Linked DNA regions of Zea mays: region 1 is linked to region 2. Evidence: chromatin contacts called from public Hi-C data. All regions are on one chromosome and are shown on one strand. The core of a region is the stretch at or near the end of the contact, and the rest is flanking DNA. Distances in the headings are between cores, read along the strand shown.

Evidence for each region. Hi-C and Micro-C count contacts between places; a contact is called where the count stands out from the background.
Region 1: a Hi-C map of leaf shows a contact between it and region 2, with 5 times the contacts expected there. The contact joins the promoter of LOC103635743 here to the promoter of LOC100282644 in region 2. A contact is called at or near these places in 7 of 25 Hi-C or Micro-C datasets (bundle sheath, ear, endosperm and 4 more).

The regions. Positions count from the first base shown.
Region 1 is chr8:117,207,443-117,210,356 of Zm-B73-REFERENCE-NAM-5.0, reverse strand. LOC103635743 reads right to left here and starts at 1,264. Exons shown (of 2, transcript XM_008658120.4): 1 at 238-1,264. The coding sequence starts at 989.
Region 2 is chr8:116,994,698-116,997,719 of Zm-B73-REFERENCE-NAM-5.0, reverse strand. It overlaps LOC100282644 (peroxisomal carrier protein), which reads left to right and starts at 1,707. Exons shown (of 5, transcript NM_001155552.2): 1 at 1,707-2,163. The coding sequence starts at 2,000.

The DNA.
Region 1 (2,914 bases), core at 15-2,514, 210 kb before region 2:
GTATAACAATGAGACCATGCTTTATTGTTTGCACATCCAGAATAACAGTGCATAATATCTCAAAATTTGAGATGGAGAAATGAGATTGATAGCGAACGCCATGGGTAACTCACGTGTCAGACAACAGTGAAATTGCGTTCATCCCATGGAAATAGTGCGACTGAGTTTAGCTGGTGGACTGAAGTAATAATCATGTAGAATTTGCAAATAAATGGAATATAGTCAACCATCACTCACTTCTTGTTGCGCCGTTTGCTCTTGGGGGCGCCCCATCCTTCGAGTTTAGCAACAGGGCAGCCACACCGGTTGCGGAAGAGCAGCACGGCTCGGCCGTTAGGCGGCGCCATCCGGCGGAGTTCGGCGCGAAGGCACTCGTAGTCTGGGTTGTTTCCGCCCTGGCCGCCCTTCCACGGCAGCGCCTCGATCTCGCGCCACATGGATGCTTCGGCGCCGCCGGCGGTGCTTCCGGCGCCGGCGCGAAGGGCCCCCTCGGTCTGCAGCTGGACGTCGAACTCCAGCGCCTTTCGCAGGCCGCGGCAGCGCGGGTTGCGGCACCGGCGCCGCGGGAGCCGGCGACAGGAGAGGAACGCGGTGGCGACGAGCACGGCCGCCGCGGCCAGGTAAGGCAGTGCGGCGGTGGCGTAGGCGAGCGCCGCGGCGGCGGGCGGCGTGGCGAGCAGCGGGGAGAGCGAGCGCGCGACGTGCGAGAGCGAGGAGGCGAGCAGGAAGGCAAGCGAGAAGAGCACGAGAAGCAGGATGAGGAGATCGAGCGTGGCCGACGATGGGGCGTGCCTGCACGTCGGCGGAGAGACGGAGATGCTGTGGCCGCCGTGGTTGTGTTGGTGGTGGTGGGCCCCGCCTCCGCCGGCCGAGGAGCGGGAGGAGGAGGAGGATGCGGGTCGCATCGCCGCGGCGCCCGCGGCTGCTGCGGTGGAGGCAGGGGGCGGCGGCAGAGCGGTGAGGGGAGGGGAGAGGAATGGCCGGAGCATGACGCGGCCGGCGTGGGGATTAATCGACGGATTTGGGCGAATTAAATCGGGATCGGATTCGTTGCGTGCCTTGTTTATTGTGGTTTTCTGCCTTTCGGAGCGGGTTTTTGCTGCTGCCGCCGCTTGGACCTTCCTCCTTTTCCCCCCTTATTTCCTTAATCGCGATTAGTCTACAGCATAGCAGATCAAAAAAAAAGGTCGGGCAGCAAGGATCGAGCCGTCGAGTGGAGAGGGGTGAGGTGGAGACTGGGGTGGATCAGGACCCGTCACGCATCAAATCAACGGTAAAGAATGCCGGGGGCGCCTTTTTGTATTGGAATGGGATGCGTGGATTTGACTTTGCTACGATGTGTCGTTCCAAATCGGAATTAGCCCATTTTAAGGTAGTTGAGAAGTTTGGTCAACTCCATCATATTGATTTCAAGGGAAATTTTTATCGGAATTAGGGCATTTTAAGATAGTGAAACGAAGGTAATGTTATACTCCATACAACGGTGGCAGTTGCCAGTTGCTACCATTGGAACCAGAACGCGTTAGTTTTCATTACAGTACGAACTATTTTGGCAGTACTCGATCTGGTACCCTGGCTTTACACTGTCACTAGCTTCCGTAACGTTCTCCTTCACTTATATATACACACACGCGAAATAATAATCCATTGTGATTCGTGCGAAGGCATAGGACTCACCGTTAGCCCTTGGATCGTGCTTCGTGCTCGCCTGCTAAGACTACTAGGTGTTTTGTTTGATGAATGAGTTAATCCATCATATTCTCACTCCTCACTATTTTTGTTTGGTTTGTGAAATGGAATGAGTTGATCCATCATAGTTAATTAGTTAGTACTAATATGAGGAATGTGGTCATCCCACCAAATTTATAAGTTGTTTGGTTTGAGGAATGATTTAATCCATCGTCTTCTCACTCCTCACTTTTTTGTTTGGTTTGTGGAATGGATTAAGTTGATCCATCATCACCTCATTCCTTATAGTTATTTAGTTAGTACTAATATGAGCATGAAGTCATCCCACCAAATTTGAGAAATGGACCCATGATGCAACACCATATTTTGGATGAAGTGATTCCTCAAACCAAACACCCCCTTAAAGAATGAACCCATGATGCACCGTCTCAAGTTGGATGTAGTGATTCCTTAAACCAAACACCCCCTATCTACACGGCTCTTCCCTAAAATTTTCCCCCTATATTGCACTATGCAGCCATTTAGAGTTAAAAAAATAAGTTATGGATTTATTAAGTTTTAGGGTTTAATTTCTATATTAAAATCATTTTCTGATTTATTTTATTAAACATGAGAGTTCAGGGGTTGTTTTATAAAAACCAGGGCACGACTGTAATTAATTTACACCGGCAGCGGACGGCGGGTTTATTCTGCAATACTTCGGGGACTTTTGCAAAACAGTCCGGCCGAAAAGGGTATCGGCCGGCACAAACTGTTGGATTGTCGTTCGACGGGTGAGATTAGAGCTGACCCAGAAGGATTTGGGGATCGTTGATCGCGAGATCTACGGTGGACATTCAGTTGATCACGAGGCTCATCCGATCAAAATCGAACGGGCGCCACCAGCGTTGGACGAATCGTTACCCTATGTCTAATCATGACCGTTGACGCATAGATCAAGGTCTCGGGAGATTCTTCCCCAGCTCGCAGAACTGGACACGACGGCGATCTCGCCGGAGCCACGGGACCTGACATCCCCAGGGCCCAAACTATACATAGACAGGCCCTACATAATGGAGCATTTTCACCTTTACTAGGTGATTTCAGCTCAGCTCTCGATGTTGCGCATTTCCTCAGTTGCATCATCAATTTTCTTCTAGAGCTTAGAGAGTCGAAGCATCTTTTCCTTGTGCTTCTCTACTTGTTGGTGAATAGCTTCGAGGTTGTTGATCTCCCGATCGAGTTT
Region 2 (3,022 bases), core at 458-2,957:
GGTGGTGCCGGCGGCGACCTGCAAAGAAAAAGAAAAATCAAAGGAATGTTTCTCATTGCTCTCGCATCTAGAGTCTATGTATTGACTGACTCTGTGGTGCTTGCTGAAACTGGGATGCTTGCTTAGTCCGTTGATCTCCCGCCCTATGTCAAAACACATTATTTGTTGCTTTGGATATGAAAACTGGATTCTATTAGCAAGTTTTGGCGACTCACGTTCAGATTGTAGCTTAGGAGTATAAGTTTCTAGGACTACATGTATCTCTTAGCTAGGAAAAGCAAAAATTCAAATCAATCTGACACTTCAGGCATGTAGGTTTGCAGAACATTTGGTCTGTGTCTTTGGAAAGGAGGGTGCAACATTGCATTTTTTTGAGAAGTCACCTGGTGTAGGAGTATCCATCTGCCATGCACGAGAATGACCAGCTCCAGCTGATCTGAGCTGTCAGGTGCCAATAATGCCGGCAGACATGGATCGATCAGACTGCACCAGTACGAACCAACCATCGTGTAGTATTTGTACGTACAGTCCCCTCCCGTTCCCTTGTTCGATTCTCAGCGCCTGCCACTCTCTGACATGCATGAGACACGCTTCTTCTAGAGCAGATCGCCTCACGATCTGATCCGATCCTCTCACACGATCCTCTCACACGTCGTCGCGTCGCCGCTGCACGCACGCTTCGTTCGATCACATACGCTCGGGCCTCGGGCATCTGGCCGCCTTTCGGATTCCATGCATGCAGATTGCAAGTGCAGGCAGTCTCGCCTCGCGTGTGCCGTCCACCGCCGGCCACGAGGTTACAACACGCACGAGGTGTCGACGGTGTCGACGTGGGCTTGCAGACGGACGTGCCTCGGCTCGATCCCCGCCACCGTCGAACAGCCTTGGCTCGCCTCGGCTTAGTCCTCGACGTCGGGCTGAGGTCAACAAGATTGCCACGCACGCTCCAGGCAGGCGGGGGCTGTGGTTGCGGCTCGTCCTTTGGCCTTGCCGGTCATGGCAAACAGAGATGATGGGAGGGGGTTAGTGCATGCCATGTGGGCCCAACTACACCAACAAACGGGCAGAGAGGGGAACAAAATATAAAATCGATGGCATAGAAGGGATGCTACAATTTATAATGGCACATAAAGTATCGGTGTAATTTTCAGTGGCACAGAGGGAATTAACTTATATATAACTTTGTGAGAGGAGAATTTCATTACGGACGGCTCGTGAATGTTGTCATCCATCTCATAATCGTATAACACATATGTATATATAAGTTATCGAGATATTATATGTTTCAGATGCAATGTACGAGTACTGACCTATCTTATATAATACATTAGGTGAGTATCCGTGCGTCACAGGTCCAAGTTTCTCTTCGATGTCATCCCGGACAACTCGCATATATGTATCCTCTATCTCATAACTATATAACACATATGCGCATATATAAGTTATCGAGATATTATATGTCTATGTTGCAACGCACGGGCACTGACCTAGTACATAATAACATAAGATAAATCCCAAAAGAAATCTAAAATCTAACTGATTATACGCGCGGACGTGCCACTACGACGGATAGTCCGTCCGCCAACGCGCACGTAAATAAATGCACCCAGGAACAAAAGTCGGCACCAAACAGGCAAACACCGCATCTCGAAACCATGGTGCCGCGCGGACTCGTCGGTCCGCAAAATACCGTAGACGCCCGGCCCGGCCGCCCGCACCTGCCCCCGCTCAGCGTGGCGGCTGGCGTCCCCATCCCACTCGTCGCCCATCTGCCGTGACGTCTCTCCTCTCTCCAGCGGTTCCCATCTACTACTTAACTCGCAGGCCGCGGCCGCCTAGACCTTCCTCTCACTTCGCGGGTACGCAGAGTCGCTAGACGCACCTCGCTCGCAACTTGTTGGACTCGAAGGGGCAATAGACAGCAGGCAGGGCCCCGAACTGCGGGAGGAGATTCCCAAGGATCTCGTCGGCCGGGTAGAGGAAGGGACGGGGACGGGCGATGGCGGCGGACGGCGGCGGCGGGGTGGACTGGGAGAGCCTGGCGGAGGCCACCTCCGGGGCAATCGGCTCGCTCGTCAGCACCACCGTGCTCTACCCGCTCGACACCTGCAAGACCAAGTTCCAGGCCGAGCTCCAGACGCACCAGGGCGCTCAGAAGTATAGGTACTGCTGCTGATTCCATCCCTTCCCTATGGCTCTTCTCTGGTCGCCTGATCCGTACGACGGGGCTCGTGTGCCTGACTCGTCGGAAGCTGGTGCCCCTCTCTCTCTCTCTCTCTCTCTCTCTCTCTCTCTCTCTCTCTCTCTCTCTCTCGTCGGTCCGTGAGGATTTGGATCTGACTCTGCGGAGGATGATAGAGGTTTCCTGTTTTTTTCTCTCTCTCAAAATCGTGATTTGCAATTTGGCCTTTTGTATCTAGAGAGGTTTCCTGAACTGTGCAGTGGGCGATGAGAGTGCTTGGGACGGCTTGGAGAGTCTCACTTCAGTCAGTCAGGACGATAATGCCTTTGTTTTTGAAAGTTTGGAGTATTTGCAGTAATCAGGTCTTGATTGAGGGGTGCAAATCACGATTACACAATATATAGGCACGTTCATCCGGTTTATGGAAATAGAACCGGAGAGGGGTTATCCGACGCCAATTAAGTAAACCACAAGTAATTAAACCGCAACTAAGACACCCAACCCTTGTATAATCTTTCTAGGCAATCTAACACCCCTCCGCATCTGGAACACGTCGGTGGAGCGGATGTTCACGTTGAACCGAAACTCCAAGAAGACTAAGGAATGAAGGCCCTTCGTGACGATATCAGTGGATTAGGAGGTCGTTGGGACATATATAACACGAACAACACCGGCAGCAATGCGTGAAGGTCGATCTCGACGTGTTTGGCGCGCTGATGTTGCACCGGGTTCGTCTCTAGATAGATGACACTTAGGTTGTCACAATAGACAAATGTCAAATGTGGCACGTTGGAGAGGCTATTTAAGCTCAAGGAGTTGGCGGAGACAGGAGACCTCTAC